Regions from separate parts of the Mus musculus genome. Here region 2 is linked to region 1. Evidence: chromatin contacts called from public Hi-C data. All regions are on one chromosome and are shown on one strand. Each heading gives the region's core, a stretch centred on a gene start, on an enhancer-like site or on the middle of the called end of the contact. The rest is flanking DNA. Distances are from core to core; before and after follow the strand shown.

What was found. Hi-C and Micro-C count contacts between places; a contact is called where the count stands out from the background.
Region 2: a Hi-C map of CD8 T cells shows a contact between it and region 1, with 2.1 times the contacts expected there. The contact joins the enhancer-like site here to the promoter of 1700019J19Rik in region 1. A contact is called at or near these places in 11 of 484 Hi-C or Micro-C datasets (B cells, CD4 T cells, CD8 T cells and 6 more) and 5 of 115 datasets of contacts at active chromatin or transcription factors (CD8 T cells, T-cell acute lymphoblastic leukemia, embryonic stem cells and 2 more).

Annotation. Positions count from the first base shown.
Region 1 is chr9:14,087,745-14,093,200 of GRCm38.p6, forward strand. 1700019J19Rik (RIKEN cDNA 1700019J19 gene) reads left to right here and starts at 2,333. Exons shown (of 4, transcript NR_166640.1): 1 at 2,333-2,717.
Region 2 is chr9:14,290,810-14,296,265 of GRCm38.p6, forward strand. All of the region lies in intron 1 of Sesn3 (sestrin 3), which reads left to right. Among named protein-coding and RNA genes, the nearest start is that of Sesn3, 17 kb to the left of the region's middle. Within about 2 kb of position 3,247, at least 38 of the 459 cell types and tissues checked have an H3K27ac peak or open chromatin away from gene starts, as enhancers often do. A contact at or near this core is called in B cells and CD8 T cells, where this site is marked.

The DNA of each region.
Region 1 (5,456 bases), core at 1,083-3,582:
CATGTGTGGAAAGAACATAAAAGAGTTGGGAGACAATTAGTGGGGTCACCACTAAACCCAACATCCGCTCGAGAAACGTCTGGAAGATGAAGGCCTTCTGAGGGTGTCTCTGGAACGGGGACTCCAAGCTCAGTCACATTCATATTAGCAGAAAGCATGTGGTCTCAGCCAGCTGAGAGTGAGACACAGGAACTCAGCCTGCTGTGGAGGGCCGGTGAGCCTGCTGGGACCAGGCAGGGAAACTGAGGGACCAGAAGTACCACTGCCCACAGAGAAACACTGGGCAGAGAATGAGGAAATGAGCACTCGCCTATGAGGAGCAGCTGTGGTCAGAAGCAACCGTTGGTGGAGGAGAAAATGAAAGAAAGCAGGCAAATGCTGAGCCTGAGAAAGAAAACCTGTAGGTGATTTGAAGCAAGACATTTCCTGCCAGATTTGCATCGCTCCCAGTCCTGCCATCCACACCCTCAGATCTTCTTACCAGAACACCACTGGCTTCAGAGACCCAGCTGCTTCTTCCTGGTCCTCATTCTGCAACATTCTGGCTGTCCCTGAGAGACAGAAGGACCTGAATGTGGAGTGAAACAAGCTAGAGTTAAGGCCTAGCACTACCAGAAACTGTCTGAACTCCAGTGTGAGCTCACGGGATTGTTGGGAAAGAGGCTTCTATAGAAGGAGGGTTAGAAAAGGGTCTTTTAATTTGTAAAGTGTTACCTAAGTATCTGCACACATGGTCCCAGGGACAAGCCTGGGGGATGCCCTTTCTATATAGTGTCAAGAGGAGAAGGGAGTTAAAAGATGGCTTCACATGGAGGCACATAGGAAGACAGACTCAGAGCCAGATGAGAACAATAGTAAGTGACCCCCATCCCCACTCCACCCCACAGTCCCTCTTCCCCCGCCTCCACCCCCTCCCACCCCAGAAAGTACTTGAGGCTGGGCTAGGATGAAGTTGCTCCTCTGACTTCACTGACCTCATAGTCTGTGTGAGGTTCTTGGTACATGCGTATTTGATCATTCCCAGGAATTCAGCAGCCTTGAGGATGGAGGACAGGAAGACACACAGTCTTGGAGGGAAGTCCCTGGGAATTCTGAGAAAGGAATGTCAGGAGTTGTAGACAGCTCTGCAGACACTTAAAGTAGGACACAGATGAAAGAGGAGACCCTGAGGGGAAAGCAGGCCCACAGAAGCACTGAAGCAGTGTGTGTGTGTGTGTGTGTGTGTGTGTATGCGCGCACGCATTAATACCAATATTATTTTATTTGAATGGGTGTTTTGTCTGTACATATGTTTGTGCATCCATGGATGCTTGGGGTGGGTGTTAGATCCTTAGGAACTGGAGTTATACACAGATGGTTATGAGCCACTATTTGGGTGATGGGAATCAAACCCAGGTCCTTGAGAAGGGTATTCAGTGCTCTTGACCATGGAGACATCTCTCCTGTCTTATTACTATTTCTTTTTAAGTTTAAATTAGATTGACCTCCTAACTTTAGCTAAAAAAAATATAAAATTGAACACATTAATGGAATATCAAGTGGTATTTTCATTAATATAAACATTGCATAATATCAATATGAACAAACATATAAAGGACATTAAATCAACTCCTGTGCTCCTGGGTTATCGGTCACAGTGTCCACGAACAGATGGAAACGGCTTCAGTTCTCATTACCTGATAGATAGATAGGAAAAGCACGGTCCGTGCATGCAGCAGAATACTATGCAGCCAGGAAAAGAATGGGTGGCAGCGGGGGCGGAAGCAGAGCTCATTAGGTTGAGCAAATTAAGCCAGGCATGAAAGCTCAAATTCCACACTCTCTGTGGCAAAGGAGACAGCTGATGTCACAGAAGATGAGAGCAGACAGAGGATTCCAGGCTGGGGGAGCAAGGAGGGAGGGGAGGAAGAGGTGGTAGCTGTGTTTGACCTGATTTAAATATCACTTTCTTTTTGTTGTCTCTCGTCCCCCACCCCCATGATGCCTGAGGGTGGCTACTGCTGAAGACAAGCAAGTGTCTGTTCTATGCTTTATTGGTTCCCCCGCTCATCTGCTCCCCCTGCTCATCTGTTCCTATCAGCACTACTGTTACTGCGGAAGGGCTCCTAGCTTAAGAATCAGACAGCACTGACTTGTGTGTGACCCTTCCCCCTGCCCACGAATACTAGAACAGTGTACACCAGTTCCAATATAAACTGTGCTGCTCGGCGCTTGTACCCTGCAGAGCGTCCAATAACTTTTGCTGAGCCATCCAAGCCCAAGAAAAAATAACCCACTGTGACAAAACAAAGGCAGCTTTAGCTCAGGCCGGTACCCGCCAGTCAGGAGAGGCAGGCGAGGGCACCTCTGGGCAAGCATGGTCTTTGGTGTGCTGCCAAGCTGACTGTCCTGAGTGTGACAAAGCAAGGGAGGGGCCCAGTGGGCCCCAGTCAATGAGAAACAGATCTGCCCTAAAAATAACAGTGAATGAACAGGCTTGCTTACACTGTCTTGCTTCAGAACTGGTTTGGCACAAAATCAGACCTAATGATAGGTTCAGAAGGAAAAATTCATGGTTGGGATTTGGAATCCTCTGAGCCAACCAGTTATCCACAAACAAGTCCACGGCTCTTCCGCTGGGTTTCCCAGAAGGTCTTCCAGGACAGGTCTCTTGTCATCATGGAGGACTCCACAGTCCTATCTGGAGTCGCCTACTCCGGAGTGGAGAGATGGAGAAGGTAAACTCACACTGGCGCATAGTTCCAGGTTATACATGCAGGAGAAAGAGACCCTAAAGGAGAAAGCTTCTCTTGGATGGATGGTGAGAGGGGCTCAGCAGCGGGAGGGTCTACTTCAGCCCCAAGATATTTACAGAGCACTTCCTGAAAGAAGAGGCACCTGACTAACAGCAATCATTCCACCCACACATTGCTTATCATCATGCATATCTCAGAGTGATTTAAAAATAAATTTGTGGGGGTGGAAAGTGATGGCTGTTACCAAAGATGCCTAGAGATTGTTTCCCTCCTGGGTCAAGTCCAGCTGTCTAGAAGCCCTGCTGAAAAGGTTCATGAAGGTTTACATGGGTTCTGGATGACCATGGTGAGACCCCAGGTCTGTTGGTGCTCTCTGTGAGGATGGAGGGGGCTGCTGCCTATTCAGTGCTCGAAATTCCCTACAAAGAGGAGAGCTGAGTTCCAGGTGGGGAAGGAGCAAGGTAGAAGGGAACCAGCTCTACCTCAGCACAGCCCCTGCCATTGGAAAAGAGGACGTAACAATGTGTTCCAGAAGGAATGGACAAGGCACAGTCATGGAGAAGCAGTGAGGACAAAGGGGATGGAAGGCTCCTAGAGGCCACAGGGCAACAACCTCTTAACACATTTGCTTTTCATGGCAGTGAGCTCCTGTGAGCCCTCCTGTTTTTCCTTGAGCAGAGAAAGTCGAGGGGAGTTTGTCCCAGAGCCCAGCAAACTTCTCCACAGATCTACCCTGAGTACAGTGGAAGCAGTTTGAATGGCCTCTTAAAGATTCTGTCAGAAGCCACAGCTTTGATGTCAGAGAGAAAGAGAGCAAGAGAGGGAGAGACAGAGGAAGTGAAAGGGAGAGACGGAGAGGGAGAGAGTTCAGGCACACTTTCATTCTACCTTCTGCTAGTCGTAGGCCAGCCTCTCTGAGAAGCCTGAGGTCCCAAGAGCTATTATTATCTCTCTATCTCTCTTCAACTGACAAGATTGTATACAGAGCATGTGCCCATTGAATGTTTGTATGTGGAGTAAATGTGTGAACAAATGATTCATTTCTATTTCCAGAGGATTCAGAGATTCTAGAAGTATGTTCTACTTAGAGAGAAAACAGAATGTTCTATCCAACACTTGTCATTTCTAAGGAGTCCATAATAACCGCCACCATGGCGATAACTGAAATTGACTCAGGAATTACCAGGCCAGGGGACTCCAGAGAACAAACACGTCAGAGGGGATTGTTTGTACAAATCATGCTACAATTCCAATAGTCCAGACTGTAATCCAACACGGTTGTCAGGAGAGGAGGAGGAGTAGTGTATTCCTCATGGACCAAGGCTCATTTCCTCCTGGCTGTGGCTTCCGTGATGACTGTACTTCAGTCCTGAGTCCTGTGCAACCACCTAGCAGATGAGAAAGGGGCACTATACAGAAAAAATAAAATCAGTTGAACCCACTTACCCTGGATCAGAGAGTTGCAGAACCTTATTTGGATTCCTGGGGATTGGGAAGTGTCTGCTGGCAACTAGATGTAGACTAGGAAAGAAGTTTGCTGTGTGTGTCCACAAAGCTTCTGCCATCATACACTAACTTGCCTATCAAGACACACTGGCCATTCGGGCAATATTTTAGTTTACATTTCTTACATTAGGAAACTTGGAACTCAAAGCAATGGCCACCGTCTAGTATACAACAGAACTGGGTATTTTAGACTAACAAGACAGGCTTCTGGTGCTGAACGCTCAGGTAGATCAGCTAGTGTTCTGTGTATGGATGACGTTTGTGTCCATGCGACTTAGGGGATGTGACAGAAACAACTTAGGAGGGAGGGCTTTGGCTCATGGATTCTGCCCACTGTAGATGGGGAGACATGATGCAGGGACTCTGTAAGAAGGGGCACATGGCGGAATCCATTCACATGGTAGTAAACAAGAAAGCAAAGAGTACCAAAACCCAAAGCTGGGCTCTAGCTTACCTTTTCCAGCTAGCCCACACCTCCTAAAGGCTCTGTATTCTCTGAAATAGCACCACCAGCTGGGAGTGAGTGTTAAAGGCATGAGCCTGTGGGAAATTTCAGATTTATACCACAGATCCCTACTTTCTTCACATACAGGCACCACATGGCTGACTTGGGCTTTCCTGGATCTAAACTTCTAATGCCATTTGGCCAGAATATAGACTACGCTGTGTGTTTCCCATTGCACTCACATGGTGTGTGCTCTCAGCTCCACTCTCCTGAAGAAGAAACAGGGATTAGATGGCTTATATAACCTGGACATACTCCTTTGGCTAATGCAGACACAGCCAGGCCAGACTATATGGTTCTTTAGTAGCTTTGGAAGAATTTTCTCTAATTTTGTCATATTACACTTCCCCAAAATTGAATATTAAAAATCAGTTCAACAACCCACTTTCCCAGGAATGCGTAAGGTATTTTCAGGGTTACTGACCTCAACTCTGAGGTCACCCAGGTCAGACAGTCTCCTTAGCCTTCACACCAGATTCCATTCTTAACACCTCCAACAGCCCACAATCATTAGATTGGCACATCTAAAACTCATAGAGGTTCTACCCAGCCAAAACCATACAGGAAACAGAGAATCAGATATACCACTATGGTGACGCAAGACTAGAGAGAAAGCCCAGACTTCAGCAAGGGGTGGGTGGTTTCTCCAGGCCAAGGGCGAGCTAGGCCTGATTGTATTGCTGGATGCAGATGTATGAGTAGTAGCTGGG
Region 2 (5,456 bases), core at 1,997-4,496, 200 kb after region 1:
ATTATTATATAACAAAACACAGCTATCTTGTTTTCTAAATTAGAAAAAGCTCCTATTTTCTAAGGACAGTACTTGTCCACTTTTCTGCAGAAGAGTCTCATTGCCATATGGCCTTGTGAATTAATAGTTCATGATATGTCCAGTGGAGGAAAAAAATCTGTTAATTCTGGGCTGATGAGATTGAACTGACCTTCTTCCCATGGCGTTCTCACGTGCCATTTGCATGTCTTTCCCTAGGGAATCCAATAGAAGAAGTCTGCCTTTACATATGCTCTTTGACATCCAGATGGCTTAGTGTGTTAAAAGTCTTTGAAAACATTTGCCAACTAAATTTTGCTTATTAAATATATGTGTCTGTCCAAACTATAACTTAAAATGATTTCACTTACATTATGTGTGAGTGATAAGTATAATTTGGTAATTGGACTTCTGCTCTCAATCACAAGGTAAAGCTACCATTGGAGAGGTCAGTAAATCCTGTATTGAATGATCTGGAAATGTACTTTGTCCTGTAGAACTGACACTTCAGTAGCGTACTAAGAAGTCTTAAAGTCATTCCCACTGTGGTATATACATTATAGGAGAACGGTAGCCTGGGTTGCACCTTGGAACTCAAACGTTTTGCTCTAGAGAGTAGAATTAGTCTTTGAAGAGACAACAGGAACTGCTCAGGAGGCCCTGCAGCTTCAGCCTTTGCCCATTTGGATGTTTCTTTGGGGAATAAACCCGGTGGTTATAGAATGTGGAAGCAGTCCCTGCCAGGGAAAAGCAGGACACTGAGCCAGTAGTCGTTCAGGGTACAGCCATTAGCTTGCAACATCCTGACCTGTATCAGCCCACCCCTGTGCTATGGAAGGGATAAATGAGCTTGTCACACTTAGAGTCACATAGTCCAACTTCTGTCAGAGAAAAATGTGCTTTGGGAAGATGTCATTCTTAGGCAAGAATAACTTTACTTTAAAGGTCTGTGGGGATTCTGGGCACTTCTAAGGAAAGTTATGAAAAGTTAAAACACAACGCAGAGCTGGAAAGCTGGCTCAGTTGGAAAAGTACTCTATGAAACCATGAGAACCTGAATTTGATCTGTATAACCAGATCAAACCCAAGCATGGGTGGCACTCACTCTAATTCCAAGTGTGGAGGACAGCTTGGCCATTTGTTGGGCTCCAGTGCAGTGAGAGTCTTTGTCTAAAACAGCAAAGTGGAGGGGCTGGAGAGATGGTACAGTGGATAAGAACATTTGTTGCTTTTGCAAAAGACCTGGGTTTGATTCCCAGCTCACAGCCACCTGTAACTCTAGCTCCAGGGAAATCAGTGCTCTCTTTGACCTCCATGGGCACCAGACACACAGGTATGCACTTATACACTTGCAGACAAACATTCATACACACAAAAACAAATAAATCTTCAAGTAGATGCTCCTGTGGAATGACAACCGAAGTTTACCTTTAGCCTCGTGTACACAAACATTCCACAAACCTACAGTCTATCTTTAATGCTGAAGCTAAAATTTCATGCTCTATTTTTAATGGAAATATCTGGACAACAGATCCATACGTTGCTTTGTGAGAACTTTAAAAAATCATTCATGCATGGGGAGGGTATAGGGAACTTTCGGGATAGCATTTGAAATTTGAAATGTATATAAAGAAAATATCTAATAAAAAGAAAAAAATCATTCATAACAATAGATTATTAAAAAGAAAAAACAGCATTTATGTATTTTTTCTTATTGTCTCTTGATTTACAAAGAAAAATAGAGGAAAATTATTAAGCACTATAACAGCATATAGATTTAATTTTCTTAAGTACGGTATGTTCTGTCTGTTTGTATGTGCGTGCGCATGTGTGTGTGTGCACATGAGAACAACTGAGTGTGCTCTGGCTCACATGTGACAGTCAAAAGAGCAACTCTGTCTAGAGTTGGGATGGAACTCAGGATCTCAGGCCCTCACACACAAAAGCACCTTATCTATTAAGCTATCTGAACCAAGAATGTAGAACACTGAAAAGAATATTATATTTAAAGGCATTCTATAGGGAAAGGGCAAATTATATAGAACATGATTTTGTTTATAGTCTTGGCCTTATAATGTTTAATCAAAAGAATCCAAAACCTAATAGTTTATGAGCTCATTATTTAAGGAAAGTCATCAGTGTCCCATTTCCTCTTACATTTGTTCATGATGGGTGTCACCTGGGGATCAGAGGACAGCTTTGGGGAGTCAATCCCTTCTACCAGGTGGACCCTGGAGAGCTAACTCAGCCGGTCAGCCCTAGGGGCAAGCACCTTTACCTACTGAGCCATCTAGCTACCACAAAATATTCACTTTTAAAACACTAAAACTTATTTAAAATTAGCAAGAATAATAGGGAAATTGTTTACAGTGTTCTTCTTTTGTTTCTGATTGCTGCTGCTGATCCTATACAGTTAGAAAGCAGGGACAAGATCGTGATTTACCTCATGTCTATGGGGAAGGGAAACAGCGCCATTGTGACTCCTACAAATAGATCTGCATTCCTAGAAGAGCTTGAAGGCTTGAGCCCCACAGCACTGGTGTTTCTGAAAACATTTTATCAGCACTCAGGCAATATCATAGCTTAAGCATGCCATGTTAATGCAAATAGGCTCTTAGAATTGTTTTATCTCTCATTCCAGATAGGAAGACCCATGCCTCCTCCAGTAACAAGCTCTCGTGCTGGTTAAAAGAAGCAAGAGCAGGTCTTGCAGCTCTTGCTGCAGTGTAGCCTTCACTGATGTCCAGTCACATAGTACTCTGTGATCCTTGTTTACTCTCTGTATCCCTTCATCAAGTAGTGACCTCCTTTCAGGAGAGTTTATACTTTGTATACGTCTATACTTTTTATATACTTTCTATAGTCTAGTAGACAGATATGAGTCCAGGATTTCAGAACAATGCTTAAAATGGCTACTGCCCAGAGATGGTTACTCATATTGTAATGGTTAATCTTGACTGTCAGCCACATATTTCTGAGCCAGATTCTCTTTGTGATTTTCAGTCACTATGACCTATAGCAGCAGATGAGTACCAGAGTGTACATGAAAATCCAGCTGTGTTTAATTAAGCTAAATATTTACACAAAAGAAGAAAAACTCTCTTCAAATTTTTTTCTAAATTATAGTTTTCAAACAATCCCTTTTGTTAATATGTAATGGGTCTATTATTCTTATTTTCACTGTTCCTTTTTTTGGTGGGTGAGAACTGCTGGGGCTTGAATCCAGGGGCTGGCAGAGACTGACCACATCCTGTACCACAGAGCTGCATCACTAGCCTCTCTTCTTACTTTTCAGAGTATTAAGTGGTTTTCATGTTTTCTTTAATTTCTAATGTGGTTATTGATAACTGTAATCCATAAGCAAAACCATTTGAGATTCATTCTTTTTAAGATAATAAAGAGGTACTGATATTTAAAAGGTTATGGAGCAGGGCGGGCGTGGTGGCGCACGCCTTTAATCCCAGCACTTGGGAGGCAGAGGCAGGCGGATTTCTGAGTTCGAGGCCAGCCTGGTCTACAGAGTGAGTTCCAGGACAGCCAGGGCTACACAGAGAAACCCTGTCTCGAAAAACCAAAAAACAACAACAACAAAACAAAGGTTATGAGCAGTGTTTTAAAGGAGCTTATTTTAGTGTGTGCGCATGTGGAGACCAGAGGACAACTTGCACTCAAGTTGTCATGTTGTGTCAGGTAAGCACTTCCTACTACGTCATCTCCTTGGGCTCGGTTCCGGTTTAAACTCAGATTCCAACCCATTGTGAGTTTCCTCACATCAAATTAGGACAGTCTTGGAGTCTGCTATCAGAGGAATTAACAAACTTGAACAGAGATGAAGTCCATGGGCATTTAGTGTATGGGCTGTGTTCATTTCTGTTCCAGACAAAAATTAAGAGATGTTTCCTTAAAGCTAGTAAAAAAATAAATAAATAAACCCAAAGTTTAACGCGATTTGCTGTAAAGTCAGGCATCTTAGGAACTTGTGTAGTTGTATTCCCAGGACTCTGTAAAATGACTTTTTCAGATTAAGTGAAGATGAGTTCTTGCTGCATCTGACAATTCTGGGTATAAAGGATGACTGGTTTTTATTAACTAAATGCTTACACATTTTGTGAATCTATGTGGATCAAATGTGCTTAGTTTGGTACCCTGATTTCTTTAAGCTAAGTGGTCTGTGTTGTTAAAAACAAATAAATAAAAACCTGAAAATTGTGCTGTTCCCACTAGAGTAACAAAAGCTGTTTGGCTTTGTCTCCTTGAGCTGCTCGTAGATGCTTGATTCAGAACTCGAGCTCCCCATGCCAAGACTGCTGCTTTTGTTTGTGTGTTTCTTCAGAAGGCCTAGTTGGCACCTGAGCATTTACTGCATACTAGAATGCTCTGTAGCTCTAATCATCGCTTATGGGAATTTTGTTTTCTCAAACTCCCAATTTTAAGTTCTCTTATCTAATTGGAATATGATTTTAATAGGGAAAGCTTTTTAAGATTTAAGGTAAGTTTTTATTGTTATGGAAGCCTCGCTGTCTTTTTGTAGAAGTCAGGCCTTCCTAATATTCTGTGAAACCAGACTTATAATTAGCAGTAGGACAGTACATTGTCTATGTGTTAATAGGGAAACAGGGAGTTACGTGGCTGTCACCGGCTTGCATTATCACAGGTACAAAGACATATATAAGTTCTCTCCATATTTTCTTGGACTTTAGCCAAAAACTTTAGTAGCATATTCAACAAGTATCTTTGCATCCTTCATCTCTGAATACTAAAGGCTTAAAAGGAGAGTTTCCTATCCAAGTCGGTGTCATAGCATGCAGACTTTTACTGATCTCTATGAACTTAGGGCAATTTATGGCACACTGCAGGCCCTGATTGTTTCAATGTAAGCAAGTAAGTGAATGAGGATCTAAATGGTACATGGAGACTAGTAAGCTGATGCACAGCCCTGCATTTCATTTATCAGCTTAAGTTACTGATGTTTCCAGAATGTCAGCTTCCTCAAGCGCTTACATTAATACAAGGAAGAGAAGGGGACTGGAAACTCCTCAGGCCGGCCAACTCCCACTGTAATTCAAACCCAGTAAATTAATGAGCAACTTGTTCTTGTGCTGTGATGCTGGGGTTGCTGCTGATGATCCTATACAGTTAGAAAGCAGGGACAAGATCGTGATTTACCTCATGTCTATGGGGAAGGGAAACAGCGCCATTGTGACTCCTACAAATAGATCTGCATTCGTAGAAGAGCTTGAAGGCTTGAGCCCCACAGTGCTGGTGTTTCGATGGATCTGGAAGGAAGAGTGGGGCAGACAGTACAGAATAGAGAGAGGAGACACGGAAGCTCAGGAAATACTGTCTCAAGTAGAGGTGAGCAGCACCCTCTGCAATCTGCCTACTGGCTCTCTAGTGTACAGGCGAGGCTTACTGGTGCTAACCTGTGGCTTCTCACA